Regions from separate parts of the Mus musculus genome. Here all the other regions are linked to region 3. The links are chromatin contacts, called in public HiChIP or PLAC-seq maps. All regions are on one chromosome and are shown on one strand. The core of a region is the stretch at or near the end of the contact, and the rest is flanking DNA. Distances in the headings are between cores, read along the strand shown.

Region 1 (4,484 bases), core at 136-2,635, 720 kb after region 3:
GTAAATAAAAGGCACAGACAGACCTTGGCCTGATGGAGACCCACCCCCAAAAGAAGCATTTCTGGAACACAATTGCCACATTGAAAAGCCTTGTAAAGAGAGGCCTCCAACCATAACCATGGGGCCCTCTCACCTCTAGAAATACACTTCCTCCTGTCTACACATCCCGACATACAAACAATAACTCCATCACCAGGAGACCACAGCACAAAGAGAAAGGGGGAAGGGACAGAGGGAGGAGAGAGAGAGAGAGAGAGAGAGAGAGAGAGAGAGAGAGCAAGGCGTAAATAAGATGTGTGTGGGCAGACAGGAAAAATGATTGAACGGCAGAAGACATGAGGATGCATTTGACACAATGGCTTTTACATCACACCTACACACACGGCTAATATAAAGTACGTTCACAAACAGGTCTGTATCTGCGACGACGACGACGTCACACATTCTGTCTTGCGACTAGAAACAGTATTTGCACTTTGTACCCTGCACTGAATTATTTTATACACAAGATCACCTGGCACAGCTCCTGTCCCCAAGATGCAAATTAACATTTTCACAAGGGGTGGGGAGGCTGGGGGAGAGGGTGGGGGTGGGGGACCAATGTGCTCTGCTGGCCACACTGATATTACTGGGCATGATGGATGCTGCCAGTGCTGTTGCCTAGCAACCCAAGACCCTTCCAGACAACCCAGCAGCCTCGCTAGTGCGCAGTGGCAAACAGGGCTGGTTCAACATGGCACTGGGCACAGAAAGATAATAACGTGGGGGTGGGTTTTGGGGTTTTTTTTGTTTTTTGGTTTTTTTTTTTGTTTTATATTTTTGGTAATCATTCTTGATGATTTCCTGAGGAGATCAACATATCTAAGAGCAGCCTGAGTCCTACATGAAATGAGAGCTGGAAAAATCCCAGGGTTTTTGAATTACCTCCTACTCTGCTCGGGAGAGTTGTGGAATTTTACTGGCTGGTCTCCTGACAATCTCCCCACCGCTGGCCCTCGCCGCTACAGTCTCAGAGTGACTCACCAGCATACCCTCAGAGCTGTTTGTCAGCCTTGTCATGAGTCACGGTTTTTTCAGCTTTTTTTTTCCTCAAACTGAAACACTTGACATTTTAGAATGGGTTTGGGGAAGGTTCTTTTAAAAAAAAAAAATAAAAATAAAAAAAAATAAAAGAAAGAAAGAAAAGAAAATGTAAGCCACTCTCTGGCTTTGTGTGCAAGTGTGGGGGTACGTGGGAAGGGGTGAATAATGACTGCCTGTGCAGGTAAACAGGGACACGTGACCAGCAGCCAGCAGAGCGAAGGCAGCTGGGGGTGAGGGACGGACATTCCCCTAGGCTGCATCTTAGCAGGACACAGGTTGGCCAGCATCCACCCACTTCCAATCCATTCCATCAGAGTGACAGAGTGCTCCCCTCACCTCCCAACAGAGAAATCAGCCCTCCTTCTATGCTCCATAACAGAACCACACAAAGCTCTATGGGAAAAAAAAAAAAAACATCCCACAGGGAAAATTAAGGAACAAAGAAAACTGGAATCTAAGATTAAAAACCGAGAGCCAGAATTGCTGCCGAGAGATTGGGTCCCATTGGACAGAGGTGGGCTGGTCTCTGGGCCTGGATTCTAATCCTGGCATTAAGTATGGGAAGGTAAGAAACTTCTGCCCATTTGAAGGGCCAGCCAGGTGTCTCATTCTGTCTGTCCATTAGCAAGCTGTCTGGCTTGCTATTCCCCATTGAGGGCTCCTCAGACTCAGGTACCTTTTAGCTCTCTCGGGAGCCTTGAACCACATCAGATATGTCATCAGCTCAGTGCACGCTGTATGTCTGTAAGGAGACACAGTTACAAGAAAGAATTAACTAACTAAATCCAATTAACCTCTCAGAACCCCTATTAGTTCCTGTATTTAACAGGATGAATTCAGTATGCCCCGTCAGCCCCACAGAAAAATAATGAAATCTAGGAGTCAACGAGACTGAATGCATTTCTAAGCGTTATGCAATGTTTTCACATTATAAAAAACATTATTGGAAAAGAAAAGGAAATAGTTACCGGAAATGCAGCAAAAGCCGGGGATCGGGGATCAGGGATCAGGCTAACTCCATGCCTGGTGGAGAGTCAGGAACAGGCTCATGACAAGAGTCTCCTTTTCAAGTTTGGAGTGAGAATCAAAAGTCCACATTATTTGCATCGTTGAGCAACGGCATTGAAGATTCAATGTTTAAACCACAAATGCTTTTGTGTTACAGCAACTTAGTAATTTTATTACCTCGCATGCTTTAATTAAATGTATTAAATCCATTCCCTGAACATAAAAGTCCTAGGGATAGATATAAGACAGGTAACTGTTTTTCTTTTTTTATTATTATTATGGAAATATTCAAACATGCACAAAAACTAGAGGAGATGGCCTTAATAAACCTCTCAATGTTTATCTACTTTTATTTCCTGTGGATGCGATTAAAAAAAAAAATACCTTACTAAGAGAAGGGTTTACTTAGCTCACAATCCCAGGTTGCAGTCTATCACTTCAGGGAAGTCAAGGCAGGAGCCTGAAGCAGCTGGTTACGCCTACAGTCAAGAGCAGAGAGAACGGGGAGTCGGGGCCTGCATGGGAGCGCCCAGCTGGGTCTCTCTGTTCTCACACAGTTCAGGATCCCTGCCAAGGGAATAGTGATGCTCACAGTAGGCAGGGCTTCCCATCTAACCTGAACATCCTTCATAGACATGTGCACAAGCCAGGTTCAGCTAGACACCCCCTCATTGAGATAATTATATGGTGTATCCAGCTGTCAACACTGACCACCACAATGCTCATCACACTGCGTCTAGCATCATTACCAATCGCCAGTCTTATTTCATCTACTCCAGGTACCACATCGTGTTGTTTCAGATTTTAAAAAAAATTTTTTTATTAAAAATGTATTTATTAGGTACCCAGTGTTCTGCCTGCATATATGCCTCCATGCCAGGAGAGGGCGCCAGATCTCATTATAGATGGTTGTGAGCCACCATGTGGTTGCTGGGAATTGAACTCAGGGCCTCTGGAAGAGCAGTCAGTGCTCTTAACCACTGAGCCATCTCTCCAGCTCCCTATTTTCTTTTATTATAACTATACAACGGTGTGAGTGTAAACTCATGTTCAGTTTGTTTTATTTGTAGAGTAATGGTGTTCTGTCTGTAAGAATGTCTATGCATCATGTTGCATGCATGCAGTGTTTGTAGAGACCAGAGCATCATCAGATCCCCTGGCACAGTTTCAGATGGTTGTGAGCTGCCATGTGGTGCTGGGAATTAAACCCAGGTCCTCTGAAAAAGCAGTCAGTGGTCTTAACCACTGAAGCCACCCCTCCATCTTCTCATGTTAAAACTCGATCCCACTGTGGTGGTATTAGGAAATGGGGTCCTTTGAGGTGGTTAGATTATTAAAAGTGAGCAATCCATCCTCACAGGACTGGATGGATTCTCTAGGCAATGTGTGAACCTTCATTTCTGAAGGACAGGGTGGGTTGTCCTGAGCTGATGGACCTCTGAACCGATGCTGTGCCCTCTTGGTCTTCTGCATTCTGTGTGAGGTTCACAAGCACTTGATACTCCCCAGAAGCAACTGAGGACCTTGCAGGCTCCAGAACGGTGAACCAAAAAAGTCTTCTCTTTATGAATAGTCTAGTCTACAGTATCCTGTTATAGCAACAGAAAATGGATAAAAGCCAAGTTTAAAATACAAACCCCTGTTTCCAAATGTATGGTACATTTAACTACACTTAAATTGAACTTGGAACCTTGGATAAGCCCAGCCCTGTACAACTGAGCTATACACACACCACCACCACCACCACCACCACCATCACCACCACCACCAACAACAACAACAGCACCCTTTATTTCTGCTTTTTCTTTTGCGACAAGGTCTCCATAAGTTGTCCCAGCTAAAATTCAGTTTGTAGCCCTGGCAGGCCTTGAACCTGCAATCCTCTGCCTTTATCTGCTTTCGTGTGCCAGGAGAGGGCACTGGATTCTTTGGAGTTACAGAGGGTTGTGAGCCCCATATGGGTGATGGGCACCAAAGGAGGGTCCTCTGGAAGAGCAGTCAGTGCTCTTAACTGATCAACCATCTCTCCAGCCCCCACCCCATAATATATATTACTCAGAGGTGACATGGTTAACATAAACCATTTCTATGTCTTATTTCTATTATTTTTTAAATCAATGATTATTGAAAATGAAATAGAATTAATTTAAGAATTTTTTAGAACCTGTTTTGATAGGAAATCATTATCAAAATCTATGTATCAGCATACTTATTATCTGAGGTACTCATACATTCTTTTTCAATTTTATTTACTCTCACTTATTCGCTTTATATCCCACTCACTGCCCCTTCCTCATCACGCCCCCCTACAACCTCCCCCCATCCCCCTCCCCTTCTGAGAGGGTGGTGGCCCCCCTGACATCCCCCTACCTTGACACATCAAGTCTTTGCAG
Region 2 (4,167 bases), core at 887-3,386, 920 kb before region 3:
CTATTAGGCCAACCTTCTTCCGCATGGACTCCTTTCTTTGTATCTTCCACAAACTTGTTCATGAGCCCCACCAGCTCCTCCTCTGTGATGGTCTCGCTTCGAAACTTCTGCTGCAGCTCCAGCCTGCAGTTTTTCAGGGCCCTGAGACTCACCATGCTGGACACATTCACCACTCTGCCTAAAAACACATCACCATGTACAAGAACAGCACTTTACATCTGGTGAGAATTGTATCAGAAAGATTTCATGTGAGACAGGGATGCACAGAACAGGAGTTAAGTAGCAGAGAATCTGGTTTTTTGCTTTTGAGGTTTGTGTGAGCAGAGAAGCCAGATGACCGTGAGATCTGGTCCAGAGGGGAAGACAGGAGAGAGGACAGGAGTTCTGAGAGAGCCATACTTAGTCAACTCTATACCAGAGACTCACATTTTCAAAGTGGCTCCCTCATCATTACTGGTGTGTTTAATGACTGGTCATTCACGTGCTATTCAAAGACTTGTGGTATGAGAGCAGTTCATGAGAAATGTAATGTGATAGTTTGTTTTTCCAGAAAGGTTTCTCATGTTGATGGAGCACTAACATGAGCTCGGAATAAGGAAGGGTGAGATTATAGAGTCTTGTGAGCCCTGCTAAAGGCCTGATTTTCTTCCTGAAGGATTTTAGGAGGGGCTGAGTGCTGTAGAGAGGCAAAGAAGTCCTGCTCCAGAAAGGTGGTTTCCTCAGAGGGTTTGTAGGGTTCATCTTGACAGCTGAGAGCTGCTGTGGAGCTGGGCTGAGGGATGTAGTTGGGTACAATCTTAGCACTTGTGGGGACAGGCCATTGTGGCCAGTGGGATGTCAGTATGTATGCAAAATATTTCAGACATAATTGGAGTCCTAAAGCCCCTAATGGGTGAGGAGGTGGAAGAAGTGGATGCTGGAATCTTATCTGAAGATTAAGAAGAGCTGCGTATGCAAAGAGAAAGTCAATGGCCACAAAAGAATTGAGATCAAAGGTCTGAGCAGTGCCTCACAGTGGCAGAGAGGCTGTGCAGTAGGGAGAGGAGCTGAGCCCGGAAGTCACCTGGCAGACTCACCTTGGGGTTTTATTAGAGGGAGCAGCTCCTTGCAGACATCTCGGGTACCAAAAAAGTTCGTTTTCATTGTCACCTCTGCTTGAATGTGGAAGGGGGTGTCGTCATTGACTTTCGGGGGGGGGGGGGGGAGAAGAGAACCGAGTTAGCGGAGTGGAAATGTAAAGACCTAAGTAAGCTAGAGCTTTAGAGATCCACTTGCAAGTACAGTCTTGTTTACATACAGCTCTGCATCACTGTCCATCTGACAATTTTCTATTGTGCTTGAAAGACACCACCACCACTGGGGGTGGCTAGGTGAAGTTTGTATATATCAGGATCTTAAGGAAACACCGTTTCCCTCTGTCTCTTTCTCTCTCCTCAATCTCTTGCTTATTTCAGTATCAGATATAGTTCCACTTAAGTATCGCCAAGTCCAATTCAATTACTCAACAACTGGGTGAGGGAAACCTAGAAATGATGGCGAACATTGAGGCTCTGCTTTCCTGCAGCCCCTACTACCCTGTCCTGTTTCTCCCAGGGGATCTGTTTCAGAGTCCTACAGCATAGTGCTCCTGGTCCTAGTAATGATCCCAGAGAGGCACAGCCCACCTTGCCACCAGGCTCTGGGGAAGCCACCTTCCATCTCCACACCCAATGGCTTACCCTTGAAGGCGATGCCTGCGTTGTTGACCAGCACGTCCAGGCCTCCGTATTCCTTGAGCAGAAAGTCGCGCAGTGCGCGAATGCTCTGCGGGTTGTCGATGTCCAGCTGGTGGAAGCGTGGGCTCAGGCCCTCCGCCTGCAGCTTTTGCACTGCCGTTTGGCCCCGCTCCTCGTCCCGCGCCGCGAGCACCACGTCCCCGGAGAATTTCCGACACAGGTCACGAGTGATCGCGAATCCGATTCCTTTGTTAGCACCGGTCACCAGCGCCACGGGTCTGCTGGAAGACATGGCTGCGTGAGAAGGGAGGCCGTCGGAGACCAAGGAACTTGGCGCAAACTCTGCCTCTCGAGGCTGCTGGAGAGTGGTTCAAGACCGGTTCACTGGCGGACTGAAATTGGCGTCGACAATGTCGCACCTAGCACGCATGCGCAGTTTAAGCCCCCTCCCTACGGGGGGCGTGGCTGGTGGGGGGTGTGTTTGTTGTTTAGTGTGGATTTTAAAGTTGCCTCTTGTCAAATTGCTGTGTATTTAGGAAATGGCTCACCTTACCTGAACTCCGTTTTTTTTTTTTTGTTTTTTGTTTTTTTTTTAAATAAAAGTTTACCATGCAACGAAAGGTGTCAGGTTGTCTGTTATCTCAGATTATGCATTATGCAGTTGGGGGTTACATACCAGCCAGGAAAAAAACCGGCCAGGTCAAATGACTGACATCTCAGGCTTTTTCCTGAAGGCGTGTTGAAGCCAGCTGCCAGGCAAGACTGCAGGAGAAGGCGAGAGAGAGAGAGAGAGAGAGAGAGAGAGAGAGAGAGGGAGGGAGGGAGGGAGGGAGGGAGGGAGGGAGGGAGGGAGGGAGGGAGGGAGGGAGGGAGGGAGGGAGAGAGAGAGAGAGAGAGAGAGAGAGAGAGAGAGAGAGAGAGAGAGAGAGAGAGAGAGAGAGAGAGAAACACAGCTTTGCACCTGGAAATCATGCATTCAGCTTGCCCACGGGTCTAGGTCTTCCTCATTACTTGTATGAATTTTTCACTGTTTTCCCCAACTTGCAAATTGGACCTCTGTACGTTTTCTTTCTGGTGTTTAAAAAAAATAACATAAAGCTGCCACTTAAGTTGTAGGAACTTGAATTGTAGGACAAACTGGGAGATTATGATGAGGAATCGCAATTTGTGTTGAATTCACCTCTTAGGACACCAAAGCAAAGCTATTGGGGTAATCTTTGGGCAGGAAACATTCCTTACTAGCCTGTGGTATCCCTTTAGATACTTCTAATTGCTTTGTCTTACCTGGATGTTTGTATTGAGTGTACAGATGTGTACAGGGCCTTCAGGGGATGCTGCTCTTCTGTGCACCACAATGCACCCTTTTAGTCCCTTTTTAAGATGACATGATGCCATATGCTCGCAAAATGACATTTGGTTCAGTCGTGGGAAACAGATTTCGTCACTGGTTCCTAACACCCTGGCTATAGGGATCTCCAGGTCAAGTTTCGTTTCCTCTCCATTCAGTAGGTTGCTATTAGAAACAAGTGGCCATTTAGATTAAAATAAGACATTTTAGTTATACTGACCCCACAGGAAGACCTCTCTGTGTGTATGAAGGTCATTGTATTAGGAATACAGTAAAATAAAGGAGACAGGTATAAGATTTCCATTTCAAAATATTCTACTGCCTCATATACATTGCTTGTAAATTGCCGTTCAAAGTAAGCTCCTAGTCAATTGCTTAAGAAACCTGAATAATCCAAAAAAAAAAATGCTGCCCAGGGTGGGATGGCTCAGCAAGTGAGGGCAAGGACCTTGGTCACCCAGCAGCCTGAGTTCAATCCTTGGAACCCATGTAACCACAGGAAGCAAGAACGGTGTATGCGTGTTCTGATTGAACCCATGTCTGCGTACCATGTGCCATGCCCAGAGGGCAGAAGAGGGCACCGGGCATCAGATCCCACAGACTGGAGTCACACGAGGTTGTGAGCTGCCGAAAGTATAGTAAAACACCACGTATCCACAGCAAGACAAGCTTCCAGTTCTGTTCAGACTCCTCTTTTGTGACCTCAGGTAAATTTATTCATTCTGTATGATTTCCTTGGCATTTTAGGTTTTGTGTCCATCACAGTCAAGGCATAAAAGGATCTTGTTGGTCTTGCTTGAGCAAACACCCCTCCAGTGTCCTCGGCGCTCAGCAGTGTCACATAGATGTGGTCACACCTTGCATGGTCTGGATACCTGCTCTGTCATCCAGGATAATTTAGCTGTTTATGGTTTGCTCTTTTATATATCAGTGACTATTTGGTCTGCAATCTCCATACCCCCAGGGACTTTCTTCTGTTGCTGGAGTGAGACAGATGTTCATTGAATTATTTCAGTACAAAAGCCACGCAGGGGTAGTTCGTGGTGTATAAGGAACCTTGAGGGCAGTGCAGATCCTGCTGTCTTAATAAACAAAGTTGCAGAA
Region 3 (3,949 bases), core at 596-3,095:
TAGAGGTGCGTATCTGTCACGGATGGGTGTGAAATTCGAACCCGGGTTTTCCAAATAGTAGCCGTTTCTTATTATTGATGCAGCATAATGATATTTATTTAAGGTAATGTTTATTTGATACCTAACAACTGGATATTATCACGTTTTGATGACTAAATTGGCTTACAACTGACTTGGAACGCACAGCGTGTGATGGACTTGGAACGCACAGTGTGTGATGCGTGAATTGTGAAGTTCAATAAAACATTCCACCGTTTTCCTAAACTGAGATAAGTGAGCGAACCACCCCAGAATGAGGACTGAGATTGTATAATGGGTGGTCACTATGGGATAATCAAAGCCATGAGCCTTTATCATATGGTACTTACGCTCCCTCGAACATGCGACAGGGTTTCAGTTGGTCACATCAATAATTTTGGGGGAACCCTTATTGATATAGTTTTAAGTAAGCTTATATTCCTAGGATTAAAAAAAATGGACTCTTACTGGTACATCTGAGAGCAGTGTGACCTTCACTATGCATTCTTTGTGTATGGTTTGGTGGGAGAAGCCAGGCTCACTTAACATTTAGATACTGCTCATGTGAGAGACCAAATTATTTCCTTAGCCCAGCTGGACATGCAGTTATTATGCCTCACCTTTAACCAGTTATTAAACTATTGGAGTAGAAAGAGGACCTGCTCTCACTGTAGGCTTGTCTGCTTTCCAGTTATCTTCCGAGGTATGTGTTCTCTCTTCATTTCAAGGAGCTACGGCACATTTTACAAACATCAGCAGGCCGTGTGAGAGTCTAGGAGCAAGGTCTTCGCTTAAACCCTCACCTTTGTAATGTAGAATTGAACGATCTTAGCCGTAAATGATATCTCTAGCTTAATCAAAGCGGAATGACATATATCTAAGTCATACGATCAGTTCTCAGAGAGGGGAAGACACAGGGAGGGGCTAGTCGTGTCCATCGCTCAGTGGTAGAGCCTTCCGTGTGAAAGGCCTTTAGTTTGATCCCCAGCACCAAGCAAGCAAAACAAAGCAGGTAGACTGGCAACAGACAAGAAATGTCAAGCAAAGGGATTGTTACTACTGATTCTGAAGGCGTTCAGAACAGTGGAAATTCCGTGTTCATAGTGGGAAAGAGGAGAGAGTTGAGAGTGTGAGCCTGGACTTCTGTGTTTGCTCCCCTACCCCTGCCCCCAGATGCCCAGGGCATTTTCAGAATGATGTCACAGCTGGAGAAAAAAATGTAGAGAACATATAATGTTATTGAAAATATGTGTTCGCGCTACTGTGCTAATAATAGGGTGATTGAAAGAAGAGTCTACCCACTTATCGAAGGCCTGGGAGAGCCTGCGCCCTTAAGTGGATCCACTTGGAATATTGAAAGTCTGCCTTTCAGCAAATGGAATTCGCATTACGGTTCAGAGGCATGTGTTTAGAAAATATCAGGGAGGTTTCAGATGAGTCGCTGGCCGAGCGGGTGGGAAGCCAAGAAGAAAGGAAGACCCCAACAGCCAGGCCCACGCCCACCTGCCTAGCAATAAGCTTAGTTCGTAGGATCTAGCTGGGTTGCCAGAGAACATGTCCCCATACTCCTAGGCGTCTAAGTGGGTCTTTTTGTCATGTTTGGCTATGGAAGTTTCGAAGACTATTTAATGGACTATTCCAGTGACATTTTCCCGTAGGGAGTTGCATGGTGGCTTTGTGACGACCGTGGCAGCCAGTTGATGATGATCAAGAGTGGGGTTCTGAAAGCAGCGTGCCTGCCTACCTTGGTGGTGCTATGTGCTGGTCGCCTATCCCTCTTTGGCCATTTCTGTTTTGAGTGGGTGACTAAGAGGTGCTGGTGTTTACCTGAGGAACAATGGACTGTTTCCCCAAGGCGTGGAGTGTTTGCACTCTGCTGTCTGATTCGTGCCAGTGTGCACTTGAGTTTGCATAACCGCCCCCCCCCCCCAGGAAAACAGCAGCACCCAAGGCGAGGCTGGTTTCCCATACCCTGGAATGAAAAAAATTAATCAGATGCAAAAAATTGGATTATATTTGACTTGAGCAGGCTCTCCTCTTCATGAGGGGTAACGAGTAATTAAAACTCAGGAGGACTAATTGACCACTTGACCCAGTTATGGTTTCTATATATAATGTTGGTCTTGAGTTTTTATGGTTTAAATTTTTCATGTCAATACCAAGACAAGTGAGCTGTCGGTGTAATAAACATGGTTTTATCTCATAATTTCACTTTGTAGTCACAAAATATGATTTTATTTTGATTTTTCATGCCATCAAAGCCTGCTGGATATTCCCCAGCCCAGCCCACCCCACCCTCTCTCACTCTCTTTCTCTCCTTCTCTCTTGCGATTTGCTTCCCATTAGAAACTGAAGAAATGACTCTCACTAATTCTCACAATTAGCCCTAATCTCCCTGGTTGAACCTTATCCTTTAAAAGTTGCATTATGCTTTATGGAACGATCTTAAGACCCGACTATTTCATTTTTCATTTTTTTAAATGTGCCTAAAAATATGCCCTCAGAGGCCACACACTGGCCCAGAAGGTCCTGGCCTTCCAACACATCCACATTCCGTAAGGTCAGTTTGGGATTCTGTCAGTGATGGCTTCTCGGAGGGGCCTGGGTACTCCGTGTGGGATAAAGGGTAGAGATGACATGAATGGACACCCTCCTTTCTTGTTACCAGATGCCAGATTTTGAGGATTGTGACCCTCACAGAAACTGCCAGTTAACCAAGGAAGGATTTTTCTCTGTTCCAAGAAATGGATCTGTCTGGGAGCTGGCTGATGCTCAGCTCTAACCTCAGGTTCAGCCTGTGACTGGGAAAACCTGCCTGTCTGGCTTCTAAGCCCTGGCTGCCTGCTGGCCCCTGTGAAAACCTGGTGAAGGCAGAGGAAGCTCCTGCCTGCTTCCTCCATGACCATGGCTTCCGCCTGCTCTCCTTTAGATCAGCTCGGGTGTATCTCCTCATAGGAATGTTTCTCCCTTTGATTCCCAATCTGCATGTTGATTATCTGTGGGGCTCTACAAAGGAAGGAGAGATAGCTGCTCCCGGTTGGGAGTTTAGGGTGGGGTGAAAATCAGACGGGATCTTGGGAGACCCTCTCTGAAGTCCAGAGATTAGGAGGGCGCTCAGGAGGCTGCCCAGAACAATGCATGCTTTAGTCACAGGGCCTGAGATTATCAGTCATCTCCGAGTTCAGGGTCAAAAAGAGATCTCTTTCATGAGGGAGGTCAATTAGCTGAGCCTTTTTCTCGGTCTGTAACTTGCTCCCATGAGCTGGGGTGTGAGGTGACAAACATTTAAGAAACCTTGGCAGTGACATCTGCAAACACCCATTTCCTGCTGGGGTGTTTCACCAGCTGCCGAAGACTTGATCCATCAGTGAACTTAGCTTTAACGATGCCTGTCACAGGGAAACAGATCACGCAACTACCAAACATGACAACAGCCGTGTGGCAAATGTGAGGAGGGAGACCAGAGCCAATGCTCACTTGTTCCAAGTTGGTGATTCTTTAAATCTCTGGAAGCTGTCATAGATAATTCTGAAAATCCCCCCAAAGATTTCCTAAGGTCCAAAAAAAAAAAAAAAATGCACACGGGCCCAGATTTCTATAGTGCAGCTTAGTTTCGGGATTGTTTATGGATCTTCCTGGGACGTGCAGATACTAAAACGTGCGAATCTGGAACGTGTCTTGGACTGCTGAGGGTCAGTTCAATGCCAAGTCTTAAACACAGCCCATACTCAGAAGATAAATATACATGAGGACCCACAAGGTTGACATTTTCCTGTGCTTCTCTGTTGTGTGGATGGCGGTGATATCTGTAGACTCAGGACCTGGTTGGTAGAGGGTAGGAAGGTATAGCAATTTAAAAGGCCAGGGCAGGCATCCGGTGGACCACTAGGCATATGGCTGGATGTAATCGTCTGTGTGGGAGCGAAGCCAC

Evidence for each region. HiChIP or PLAC-seq counts read pairs in DNA pulled down with a chosen protein or histone mark.
Region 1: an HNF4G HiChIP or PLAC-seq map of pancreatic cancer cells shows a contact between it and region 3. The contact joins two enhancer-like sites. A contact is called at or near these places in 1 of 115 datasets of contacts at active chromatin or transcription factors (pancreatic cancer cells) and 1 of 9 other capture datasets (embryonic stem cells).
Region 2: a contact with region 3 is called in a FOXA1 HiChIP or PLAC-seq map of pancreatic cancer cells. The contact joins the promoter of Cbr1 here to the enhancer-like site in region 3. A contact is called at or near these places in 4 of 39 promoter capture datasets (cranial neural crest, embryonic stem cells, hematopoietic stem and progenitor cells and 1 more), 2 of 484 Hi-C or Micro-C datasets (both in embryonic stem cells), 24 of 115 datasets of contacts at active chromatin or transcription factors (the NIH/3T3 cell line, the SCID.adh cell line, acute myeloid leukemia and 17 more) and 5 of 9 other capture datasets (adipose tissue, embryonic stem cells, liver and 2 more).

The regions. Positions count from the first base shown.
Region 1 is chr16:91,959,227-91,963,710 of GRCm38.p6, reverse strand. It overlaps D430001F17Rik (a long non-coding RNA gene), which reads right to left. Exons shown (of 4, transcript XR_876250.1): 2 at 2,476-2,570; 3 at 2,052-2,145; 4 at 1-1,825. Among named protein-coding and RNA genes, the nearest start is that of D430001F17Rik, 7.5 kb to the right of the region's middle. Within about 2 kb of position 1,385, at least 198 of the 459 cell types and tissues checked have an H3K27ac peak or open chromatin away from gene starts, as enhancers often do. A contact at or near this core is called in pancreatic cancer cells, where this site is marked.
Region 2 is chr16:93,605,806-93,609,972 of GRCm38.p6, reverse strand. It overlaps Cbr1 (carbonyl reductase 1), which reads right to left and starts at 2,136. Exons shown (of 3, transcript NM_007620.2): 1 at 1,719-2,136; 2 at 1,077-1,184; 3 at 1-178. The coding sequence starts at 2,007.
Region 3 is chr16:92,685,032-92,688,980 of GRCm38.p6, reverse strand. Runx1 (runt related transcription factor 1) reads left to right here. Exons shown (of 8, transcript NM_001111021.2): 4 at 1-5. Among named protein-coding and RNA genes, the nearest start is that of Gm30281, 75 kb to the left of the region's middle. Within about 2 kb of position 1,845, at least 28 of the 459 cell types and tissues checked have an H3K27ac peak or open chromatin away from gene starts, as enhancers often do. A contact at or near this core is called in pancreatic cancer cells, where this site is marked.